3 separate regions of the Sus scrofa genome follow, and all the other regions are linked to region 2. Evidence: chromatin contacts called from public HiChIP or PLAC-seq data. All regions are on one chromosome and are shown on one strand. The core of a region is the stretch at or near the end of the contact, and the rest is flanking DNA. Distances in the headings are between cores, read along the strand shown.

Region 1 (3,609 bases), core at 109-2,608, 370 kb before region 2:
CACAGCTCACGGCAACGCCGGATCCTTAACCCACTGAGCAAGGCCAGGGTTGGAACCCGAAACCTCATGGTTCCTACTCAGATTCGTTAACCACTGAGCTACGACGGGAACTCCTCCCTCTGGATTTTGATGCATGAGGACAGACACTCAAAAATATGACTAGTTAGAGAGCATTCATTCCTGATGGATCTGTCAGGGACCGAGTTCCTGCTACCTTTCCCCTCCAGAGGTGCTCTCATTCTTATCCTTTTCTGATATTGGTTCTCAGTCTTCCTAACAATTCTTCAATCCACCCTATGTATAACCTGCAAACCTTGACTCAATATACTCAGTAGTCAATGCCTATTGTATATTCAAGGTATTGTCCTACTGGAGAAACAGCAGTGAAAAGCTAGCCCCTGCTTTCATGGAACTTATCTTCTAACAATTGTTCTTAAGTAGGTGAATTCTTATTAAAGAGTTGGTTTCTGTTGCTTGCCATCAAAGAACCTTGTGATACTAACATTTTCCCTTCAGAGAATGCTAACTCGGTCTCTTCTCTGGTTCATTTTGGATAAGCCAGATGCCAGTCCTCTAGGAGAAAGCAGGGGGAAAGATCCCAGCTCTGTGCCATTCTGGAAAGACACTTCTCTGTGATTATCCCACAGAAAAACATGAGACCCAACCACTGGGCTTGTCTAAGTTTCTCACTTTAGAATAGTGAATGGCTCAGCAGGAACACTTCATCAGAATGACTTCTCGACTTGAGGCCCTCCATTGAAACCGTCCTCTCCTGCTCATAGCCTGAGAAGATACACCACAATGAGCATTACATAGCTTGTACCTCATTATGACTAATTTCAAGTTTAACCTTCCTCAACAGAAGCCTTTTTAATGCCGTCCCCCAAGGCCCAGAGGATTTTTTCTGGGATAGGCAGGAGACAAGAGGAGGGTAGCTGATCGGAGTGGCCAGACATAGCTTTCTCCTCAGGTAGCAAAGTTATTAGACACAACAGCAGCTCTATCTTGCAGCAAGTAAGCGTGCTGTTTGCTTCACTGTAGCGGGCTCAGTGACAGTGGCTGGGAATTGTCACAGTTGAGTTTAGCACTGCTGGCAAACTTTGGAGCCAGCTTGCATAATGCAGTGTCTAAAGAATATGATTCCAGTTGAAAAGAACATATTTGCAGTTAAAAATAGAACTCGGTCACCTAACAGCTCATACATAAACCGTGAGGCTGGGGGAGGAACAAAATGAAATAATAGTCACTGGGGATTCCTGAACACCTGCCCCTGTCACTCAGAGCCTGTACTCACTGGGAATTGCCAGCACACGGAAACCAGCCCTACCCTGAAGTCAAATGGCAAAAATAAACAGAGGTACTGACTCAGATAAATCAAGAAACATGAGTGCACCTTTAAGCAGGCAGCAATTCGGGTGGCCTCTCCAGGCCAGGCCTCCTCAGAGATTTAGCTCTATGTTCTAAGAGAATTAACTGCTGTTGATCCAGAGGCTTGAAAGCTGAGACTGAGTTAGGTCTCAGTTCTACCCACAGTAAAGTATGTTTTCACTGTACACGTATGTGTTGTGCTCTGTACAGAACACACCAAACATGGTCGGTCCCTGGCTCCCTCTAAATAGAGGCGGGGATCTCATGACCCACTGCTCAGGCCAGTAAAGAGCTAAGAATTACAAAAGGAAGATTTGGGCTTCCACACCAGGAAACACACTGAAACAGTAGTGTAGGTCTAATTGGAAAGGCCATCCCAATAAAGGAGTAGAAATCTCTCGCCTGAGTGCATGTCAAACTAAGCCATCAGAACAGTCGATACTGTATATACTGCCAGAAAAAAGGATGCAGGAGAATCAGAAGGAAGCTGCTTCCTACCCCAACCCTGCCCTGAGCAGCCCTCTGGCCTCAGCAAATTGCTTCTCCTTTCTGCACCTCTCTTCCCCTCGTTAAAATCAGTCTGTAATGCCTCTTTTCCTTTCAAACTCACCAAAATGGTGGAGAGGTAAATTGGATGCTTGTGGCATTTGTTTCTGAGTGTGAAATTCTAGAGCAGCAATACTCTGCTTCACCATCAGCTGGGGAGTTTATAAGAATTACAAGTACCTGGGATTACAATACCAGAGATTCCTGGGTGGTGGATCCCAGGCACGGGTGGATGGTAAAAGCCCTCCAGGTGATCCCAACGTATAGCCGGGACTGAGACCCAGGAGCCATGAAGAGGAGGCAGAGCCTCTCCTGCTGTCCCCAGGAATAAGCCCACGTGGATGTGGGGGCACTCACCTCCTCCAGATCTGCAGAGGGTTTCCTTTCACAGGGTTGGACAGATTGTTTCTTTCCCAGACCTTCTCACACCGACTTGCCCCACCCCTCTACCAGCATAGACCAGCAAGGGAATGAGCTAAGTATCTTGAAAAGGCAACCAGGAGTGCTTGGTGGTTTTTCATTGAGGCAAACCCCGAAGGAGTGCTTCAAGGTATTACGGCCTTTACCTCCAAGAAGTTTATTATTAAGGGTTTACTCAGCACAGGAGCATTTGTATCCAATCAGAGGATCTGACAGTCCACAGTCTGTGATGCTGTGTTCAGAACAGGCACACATGACTGGTGACGCCACACCCACTGCTGTGCCATAGGCCATTAGTAAGGGATGCCTGGGCGCTAAGCATCTCATCTCCCAACAGTACTGATTCAGGGTAGAAGCTCCTTAGTGGGGGACTGACTGCCTCCATGTGCATTGGTCAACCCCGTTTTTCCTGTCCCTGCACCAGGCTCCAAGCCCCTCCTGACTAACACATCCACATTGTAGCTGTGCTTAAGGCAGTTATGTTTCCCACCAGAACAAGTCCTGGAGGAGCCATTGTTCACTCTGTCTCCTCCTGCCACCTGTAGTTCAGTTCTTTGCCCCTGAAGGCACCCTGTGTGCTTTCGCTCTGTTGAGTGGATCTTTTGGAAGGAGCTGGAAACCTTGAAAGAGAAAGCAAAGGACACAGCAGGGCCATAGAGTGGAGTGATTAAGAGCTGGGGAATCAAACAGGCCTGGGGGTGAAGCCTGTCTCCATCACTTCCTAGCTGTGCACCCCGGGATAACATACCTAACCTCTCTGAGCCTCGGTTCACTCAACTGTAAAGTAAGTCTAGTTATAAAGTCTGTATCATAGGACTGGTGCAAGGATTAGATGAGCTGTACCTGGCGTGCTGTGACTACCCCAAATGTCAGCCACCATTACCACTGTCGTTAATTAGGAATGAAGGGTGCATGGCAGACAAGTGGCATTTCCCCAGAATCAATTGAATTGTGGAGCAACAGGACTTGGGGTGAGAAAACCTGAGTGTAGACCCATTCCCTTTCTCTATGATTTTAGATAAGTCACATCACCTTGTTAAGCTTCGGTTTCCCCAGTTGCAAAATTGTGATCATAGTAATACAAAAGTAATACCTACTTCACAGTGACTGAAAGGACTAAATGCAATAATGTGTGTAGATGTGCTTTGCAAACTACAAGGAGCCATATAATATCAGCAGTTATTATCCACATCCAATCCTTAACATCTTCTGGGTTTAGTCCTGACAGTTGACAAAAGGAATAAATGGATTGTCTAAGATTAGAAATGGAAGAAA
Region 2 (4,046 bases), core at 296-2,795:
GCCATGAGCAGAGCAGCATGTCCCAAGCTGTCCTCCTTGGAGTAGTGAATCAGTGCTCTGAGAGCTGGTGTTGGGGCCACGCTTGGGAAAGACCACTCACCAGACTCCCCAGAGGTTCTCAGCAGCTCTTATAGCCAGCAAGGCATTCAGAGGTCTTGCATTTAATTTAAAAAAAAAAGAAGAAGAAGAAGAAGGAAAGAAAAGAAAAAAGGCATATCCTTCACTTTGGAATCCCATCACTCTTAATTTATCTGAATTCATCCCCACCCACTGGGCGATCATCAGTAACAGTAATGCCCTTTTTGGTTAATAATGTGGTCCCAGATACAAGCCCACTCCTGCATCGTGTGCCCAAGCAGAGAAATAAGGATATTTCCCACTCCTGGTGGAGAAACTGGCCATGGAGAGAGCACACTCTCACCAAACCTCACCTACTATGCTTCATGAGCAGAAGGGCTTTTGATGAGCTCTCATTTTCACCTCTCTCCCTGAGGCTGGAACCCAGCTCCCAGCTGGAGCTCCACCGTGACAGTGTTCCTTCTGGAAGAACCTCTGGGGTATTCACTCAGGGAGCTGATTCTACATGCTTTGCCTGGGCTCCCCAAGAGTTCCCTGCTGAAGTGTCACACACGGGGATCCCATGTGGAGGCTCACCCCAGGAACGCTGGTGGGGGTGGTTCTGTAAAGACGGTTCCAAGCCCTTGGTTTCTAAAGTCAAAGTGCTTCATCCCATATCATGTGTGTATTCACTGTGGCAGGTTTTTTCTTCCTCTCTTCTGGAAAAGGTGCTGTCATGTTGAGGCGGCATCTTGGGTTTGATGGCCTCCTAGAAGCAAGGAAATACTGTCGTGAGGAGTTTGCACAGGCCCTGGCCTCTGCTCTGTCACAGGGCCAGGCACTTCTAGAAAATGAGCGCGAATCGGGGGACGCAGCGTAGGAGGCATGTGGGAAATAAATAAGTGCAGGGGAAACAAGTCAAGGGAAATGAATGAGGAAGAAGGAAACAGTTTCACTCTGATGAATCCTGCTTCACGTGGAATGAATAGTCATGTTTTTTCCAGAGAAAGCCACCCTGGTCCTTATTTTACAAAACTGGAACTACAGATTTCTGTCTCAGGTTTGGTGTCTGACTCACCCTGTTATTTGTTTATTAGCCTCCTGGCTGCTTTGCTTTTCTCTCTGATGAATGACTCCCTCAAATTCCTGAGGCTTCTCCAGAGGTGCATTTTTCTAAGATGAGTGTGGCTTCCTTCGTGTCATGGCTGTGATTTCCTGCTCATCTCGCTAAGCGGCCCCCCCCACCCCCTACGTGACCTTCCCCAGTGAGCCTGCTGCCACCTGGAGCCCTGCCACAGTGCCCCCAGTAGTGAGGTCGAGCTGACACAGCCCTGATGGACCCCCGAACTCAGTGACCCGCATTGACTGTCCGCTCTGGGGCATCATCCTGATGGTGGCACCCCCCCACCCCCACCCCCGAGTACATAGGATCAAGTTACTGATGTGCTAACGGGGGCGGGACCGAGCCATTCTTGTGCCACTTTCTCAGCTGCCCCTGTCATCGTCTTACCAGTTGTGATGCTTACCCTAGGGGTGGGGGATAGGGAGCCCTGTCCACACCCTTTGGCCTCAGGACTCTCTGAAGGAGATGGTGATGTTTGAGAGAAGCTGGGAGACCAGTGAGGAGGCCCAGGGGAGAAGGAGGTGCCCTGAGAGCTGCCCCACTCTGTGGCTTATATTGTTTGTGGGCTTGGAAACCACAGGGCTGTTCTGACCACAGCAGGTGCCCGTGGCCCGGGCAGCAGAGTTCTGGTCTTCTCTCTTATTTTCTTATTGTTTCACCCCACTCCCCCCACTGACCCATAGCACGTGCAGACCTGCCGTCAAGGGGATTTTGTCAATATCTCCCTGATCATGTGTTCTATCCTTTTTAGGTTGTTTGGTATGTCTCTTTTTAATATTTCTTTCATTATTCAGCCGGCACTGAAGTTGTGTTAAACTAGCCGCACAGTCCAGGGGAACGACCACTGGTTGGTTTGGGCCTGGTTTAGGGAGATTTCTTAGAGGGGCTGCCCTCTACCTCTAGAACACATGGACCTGTATTTTTCTTGTGTCTCCCCTATGCAGCATTTCCCCCATCGTTTTCCAGAAGTGTTTGGCCCTGTGAAAGAGCAGGCAGAAAGTCCCACACAAACTTAACTATAGGAGTTCCCATCATGGCTCAGCAGTAATGAACCTGACTAGGATCCATGGAGATGTGGGTTCAATCCCTAGCCTCTTTCAGCAGGTTAAGGATCCAGTGTTGCCATGAGCTGTGGTGTGGGTCACAGACGTGGCCCAGATCCTGTGTTGCTGTGGCTGTGGTGTCGACTGGCAGCTGTAGCTCCAATTCATCCCCTAGCCTGGGAACTTCCATATGCCAAGGGTGTGGCACTAAAAAGCAAAAAAATTTTAAAAATTTTTAAAACTTTAACTATGGGAGTTCCCTTCACGGCTCAGTGATTAACGAATCTGACTAGGAACCATGAGGTTGCAGGTTCGGTCCCTGCCCTTGCTCAGTGGGTTAATGATCCGGCGTTGCCGTGAGCTGTGGTGTGGGTTGCAGACGCGGCTTGGATCCCATGTTGCTGTGGCTGTGGCGTAGGCCAGTGGCTACAGCTCCGATTCAACCCCTAGCCTGGGAACCTCCATATGCCGAGAGTGGCCCTAGAAATGGCAAAAAGACAAAAAATAAAAATAAAAAATAAAGTAAAACCTTACTATAGAAATTTGCTTGATCTCAGGACATTGTTCATTGTAAGATGCCACATCAGTTGAATAGCACCTTTTCCCAGGTGCCAAGCACTTCCAGGACAGTTTGCATCCAAGCAGTAGTGGCTCACAGCAGGAGATGGGTATAGGGTGGCAGAGCAGGGCTGCTGTTGGGGACTGAGCCAACAGCAGCTTCTGGTGCTGTGTGACTAGGTCATAATTAACCCACGCACATCCCTTCTTTTCTTCCTGGAGGCAGGTACTTCACCTTCTCTTTGGTGTAGAATTTTAGTTCAAAGTACAAAATAATGAAGCTATAATGGCTTTGGGGAGTTTCCTGTTTCTGGTGATACCCCTGACAAATGTCACATAAATTAACCTGGTCCCATAGCAACTGGGCCACATAGAGAAGAAAAAAAAAAATCACACTATTGCCAAGACGTAATTGAGGTGTGTGCTTTTAGTTCTCAAACGTCAGGGTGATGGTGAGGGCCTTGCTTTTGTTTTAGTTATGTGTTTGTGTTTAGGGCCTCACCTGCAGCATGGAAAGACTCTCTCTTTTATGCATGGTGTTCCATATATTAATGTTTATTTTGTTCTTCAAATCTCATTTGTCCTCAGCATTTTTTGTCTGTTTGGTCTGAAAGGTCTGAGAAGGAAGTTTTGTAATGAAACACCTTTTGCTTTCCAATTTCGCAGCTCTGCTGTTGGATACGTGAAACGTTCATGACCCATGTCTTTTTAGTGGTGGAGTCGACATCCCTGTTAATGCTTTTGCCTTGGGCCCTTTTTATCTGATTAACACTGCTACTGAGTTTTCTTTTGGTCAATATGTATTTGGTCTTATCTCTTTCTCATCTTTTACTTTCGACTTTTCTGTGTCATTTTGTTTTAGGTATCTCTCTTGTAAACCATATATATAGGTGGCTTTTTAAAAAGTCCATTCCGATAGTGTCTTTTAATAGATGAGTTTGACCCATTTACACTTATTGTGATTACGTGATATGTTTGGACTTAGCGCTCTCTTTTAATTTGCATCCCTGTGTACCTTGCATTTTATTTGCTTTTGTTCTCCTTTCCTGCCTTCCATTAGATAAGCAAAGTTTTCTTCACTCTCTTGCCATTTTTCCCTATGCTAGCTTGGCCACAAGAGATTTTCTTTAATTTCCTAATCTATTTAAATCTATTTATTTAATGATTATCATTAAGTTTTTCACATGAAAACTGAAAGATAATTTTTTCCTAATAAAGATGATAGTTATTCAGGATTTCTGTTTTCTCAAGCAACACAGATTTTT
Region 3 (3,939 bases), core at 1,077-3,576, 270 kb before region 2:
TCAGAGGGAAAAATGTCCACTTTTGAAAAAGAATGTATATATATATGTGACTGGGTCACTTTTCTGTACAGTAGAAATTGACAGAACACTGTAGACCAATAATGGAAAAAAATCATTTAAAAAAACCCTCCCCTCCAAAAAAAAAAAACCAACAAAAAAAGAACATCTAGCCAATACAGAGTCAGTTGGATATACATAACTGGCCATATAGGAAGTCCAGTGTTTGACCAGTGTCCCCCCACCCCCGCTCCTGGGGACGTGTGGAATTCCTCTTAGAATATTGGCATACCCCACAAAGCAAAACACGGACTTTGACGCTAGGGAAAAGAGGATGCTTCTGCTCTACACCCCAAATACTCTCTTCAGGCCATTGCCTCTTTTCCACGGAGGCGGCAGGTGCCCATGGAGACCACTAGGTGTCGCTGTGAACCTGGGGAAGTGCAGCCTCACGCTGCAGGCACACATCAGCTTAGTCTGTTTTCAATCAACACGTTGTCAGTTTTTCTCCCCAGGCCCCAGGGGTGTACTAGGAATTTTTATTTCTTGAGAAATCCTGTGATTCAGCTGCCCTTTATTGGCCCTGCGCGAAAGAATGAAGGCTGTGCTTGCTTCACCAGCTCTCCAGGCAGGAGGCTCTCTGGCAAGGCCACCAGCCACCTCTCTATCTCTGCTTCTGCCTTGTTGTCCCCCTCCCTTTTTGCCTCTTCATGTCCCTTCCCTTTTTATCTTTCTCTCCCGCGGCTCAGTGACACTAATGAGCTCCCAGCTGGTCTGTGGGAAGGGCCCCATCCTGGAAGACTTGTCCAAGCCCTGGTGAATTTCAAGGCACCCAAACCAGCTCTGGCATAAACTAGCTTGTAAATTCCATCCTCTCCTTCCCCTTCTGATTCTACCCCCAGCCTAAAGCAGCTCCAAGATTAAGGCAGTGTTGGGGTGGGAGCGACAGGGGACTAAGCCATCTTACTAGGAATTCTGGACCCTAGTCCCGGCATGAAGAGGCCACACCTGCTTTCAAACCCCACCTCCCTCTGCCACTTCCTAGCTGTGAGACCTTTGGGAAGTAACTCACCCTTTCTGAGCCTCAGAGTACCTCCAGCTGCATTACGTTAAATAAAAGTACAAATATAAAGGACCCCATGGTATCTTGCAACATGGCAAGCATTCTATAAATGCAGAGTGATTTTGTTATTTATTATTATTCTATAAATGCAAAGTGATTTTATTATTTATTTGTTAGTACACAGACATATCAGCACACGTTTCTACCAAACAAAGGCGTAGAATTTGGGACCCTCATTTTCTGGAACCTGTGCCAAGATGGTGTGTTAAGGAAACAAAATCCAGGGTTTTTTATTCAGAGACGCCAAACACCGCAGCTGATTCTAACCCTCTGTACTTAAGTCGACAGTGATAAAAGTGTTTTGAGCCCAGGTGGGGCTATATTTGTCAATAGCCATAGCTTGCTTGGCGAAATGCCCTGATCGCTGTCCTGGCACCTTCCAGGAAAAGGCCACCCATGGGTGGACCTGGCCACTCACTCCCACCTCCAGAAGGTTTGGTTCGGCCCTCCTGGTTTCCAGTGACCACACTGCTGCTGTGGGGTTTTGTGGGTGGCCACAAGGTGGAATCCCAACCGTGGATGCCCTGAGGCTGCTCTCTGCAGGGCCTGCGGCCACATACCCAGGACGGCTTGGGGGAACGTGAAAAGAAGGCCGGCTGGTGGGTTAACCAGGCCTTCCTGGACCACTCTGAGGAAGCCAAATGTCAAAAGGAGCCTCTGCTGGCCAACATGCGTAACTGCAGCCTCTTCTCCTTGGGGAGGAGGGGGCTGTTTCTGAGTGACCTAGACCTTGACAGAATGTCTCTGGAAGACACTTGAATACTCATAGCCAAGATGAGTCTGCTTCTGTTGAGCAGCAGACAGGTGGAGAGTGTGAGCAGAATGGAGGAAAGAATAGATTGTGCCTTTTGCACAGCTCAAACCTGTATGCGCTGGGCTTGCAGGATTGCGGAAGGCTCGCGGCTGTTTTAGATCCCAACTCATGCCAGACAGGAGAGGATGCTCTCAGAGCATGTCTGCTGGTCCTGAAGCTGGTATCGATGCTGCACGTATGAGGGTTTGATTTCTGCAGCCTTGAGAAGCCTCGAGCTTTGAGGGAAGAGATATTTGGTCAGAGGATCCATCTGAGGGTTCAGTCATCTGACTTTTCCCCACTGGAACACAATCCAATGGAAAAACTGAGCCCTTGGGCTTAGGCTTGCGGAGGCACACCCAGCTTGGTGTTCTGGCTCTGTGACCTCTGGACACGTTCCCTTGTCTCTCCATCTCTCAGCTGTCCAGACAGTCTTCCAAAGAGTGCTGTAAGGATTTGGAGGTTTTGCAGCTAGTGTGCCCAGCACATGTTAGACACACAGTTGCAATCCTGAGATTTGTACAGACCTAGCTGCTGACTAGGAAGTTGAGGAAGCTCAGCGAGGTCGACCAGCACTCCAGACCACTAGTGGCCTCTTCATGCCAGAGCTTGACAGGGTCTACACCTGAGCAGAGGGCACCTTCTACTGTTTTAAACGTTTGTGAAAGCCTCGTGGATTTCTCACCAAAGCTGGTAAGACTATAACATGGTGCAGTCACTTTGAAAACCAGTGCTGCAGTTTCTCAAGGAGATAAATATAGAATTACCATATGACTCAGCATCTCCACTCCTGGGTATGTACCCCAGAGGAATTAGAATATGTGTCCACACAAGAGCTTGCACATTAACATTCATTGCAGCATTACTCGTAATGGCCCAAAGGTGGAAATAACCCAAATATCCATTAGTAGATAAATAAAATGTAGCATGTAGCATCTGACGTGATAGAACATTATTCAGCCATAGAAAGGAAAAAAGTCCTGATGTCTGTGACAACATAGATGATTGTTGAAAACATGGTAAGGGAAATAAACTAGACACAAAAGGACAAACATGGTATGATTCTACTTAAATGAAATATCCAGAGAGGTGCTCAATCAATGGGTGCTAGGGTTTGGGGATGGAGCATGGCTATTAATGGGCATGGGGCTTATTGGGTGGTGATGAAAGTGTTTTGGAGTCAGATAGTGGTGAGGGTTGCACAGTTCGTGAAGATACTTAAAAATTGCTGGATGTAGTGGTATATGAATTAAATCAAATATCAATACAGTTGTTACCAAAAAAAAAAAAAAGATGTTTTAGCATAGCAGCTGGAGGGTATTCTGACTGTGGGCGAACACAGGAGATGGGCCCAGGGAGTGGAGCTCTTGTAAGCCTCATGTATGAGTCAGATGAACCAGCTTCCCTCCCTCAGCTGTGCCCAGGGCTGGCGGGGTCACAGCAGCTGCAGACAATTTGGGATCACCTGGAAGTACAGGGCTGCTGAGCATGACGAGGGCCCCACGTGGGCAGTGGGTAGGATGCCCTCATCCAAGCACTGGGCCAGCCTCACCTCGCAGGCACCACACAGGAGGAGTGCAAAGCTCATAAGTGTGCTTTGCCTTGGTTTTAAGACTTGCACGGATCATGTTCTCCACACCCCAAATCAGGGCTGATAATTATGGTTTGTACTCATGGGAAGGGTGGGTGATATCATTTTCAGTAAGACTGTCTCCAAAAACCTGATCAGCAGGCTTCAGTTTTCCAGGACACACTCGCCTCCCTGTTTCCCTCTAAGCAGGCAGAGTTCTTAAAAGCACAGACTCTTTTGGGAGTCACAGGCCACAATTTTTTTCGTACAACTGAGGTCTCCTGGTAAAAGGCCTTGAATCAGAACTATGCTTTTATGCTTTTTCTGACTGAGAGCTAATCTAATGCATGGCATGGATTGAAGGAGGTTACCTGGGACCTTTCCCACCGCAAGGCGTGGAGTCCAGACGAACAAAACACTGTCCAGGCCTGTTTGCTCCATTTCCATGATGCCTGT

The links. HiChIP or PLAC-seq counts read pairs in DNA pulled down with a chosen protein or histone mark.
Region 1: a contact with region 2 is called in an H3K27ac HiChIP or PLAC-seq map of skeletal muscle. The contact joins two enhancer-like sites. A contact is called at or near these places in 2 of 47 Hi-C or Micro-C datasets (embryonic fibroblasts and epiblast stem cells) and 1 of 2 datasets of contacts at active chromatin or transcription factors (skeletal muscle).
Region 3: a contact with region 2 is called in an H3K27ac HiChIP or PLAC-seq map of skeletal muscle. The contact joins two enhancer-like sites. A contact is called at or near these places in 4 of 47 Hi-C or Micro-C datasets (blood, embryonic fibroblasts, epiblast stem cells and 1 more) and 1 of 2 datasets of contacts at active chromatin or transcription factors (skeletal muscle).

The regions. Positions count from the first base shown.
Region 1 is chr9:105,998,735-106,002,343 of Sscrofa11.1, reverse strand. No RefSeq gene overlaps it. Among named protein-coding and RNA genes, the nearest start is that of SYPL1, 15 kb to the right of the region's middle. Within about 2 kb of position 1,358, at least 9 of the 83 cell types and tissues checked have an H3K27ac peak or open chromatin away from gene starts, as enhancers often do. A contact at or near this core is called in skeletal muscle, where this site is marked.
Region 2 is chr9:105,627,655-105,631,700 of Sscrofa11.1, reverse strand. The region is part of intron 8 of ATXN7L1 (ataxin-7-like protein 1); the gene reads left to right. Among named protein-coding and RNA genes, the nearest start is that of CDHR3, 190 kb to the left of the region's middle. Within about 2 kb of position 1,545, at least 26 of the 83 cell types and tissues checked have an H3K27ac peak or open chromatin away from gene starts, as enhancers often do. A contact at or near this core is called in skeletal muscle, where this site is marked.
Region 3 is chr9:105,900,043-105,903,981 of Sscrofa11.1, reverse strand. The region is part of intron 2 of ATXN7L1 (ataxin-7-like protein 1); the gene reads left to right. Among named protein-coding and RNA genes, the nearest start is that of ATXN7L1, 24 kb to the left of the region's middle. Within about 2 kb of position 2,326, at least 6 of the 83 cell types and tissues checked have an H3K27ac peak or open chromatin away from gene starts, as enhancers often do. A contact at or near this core is called in skeletal muscle, where this site is marked.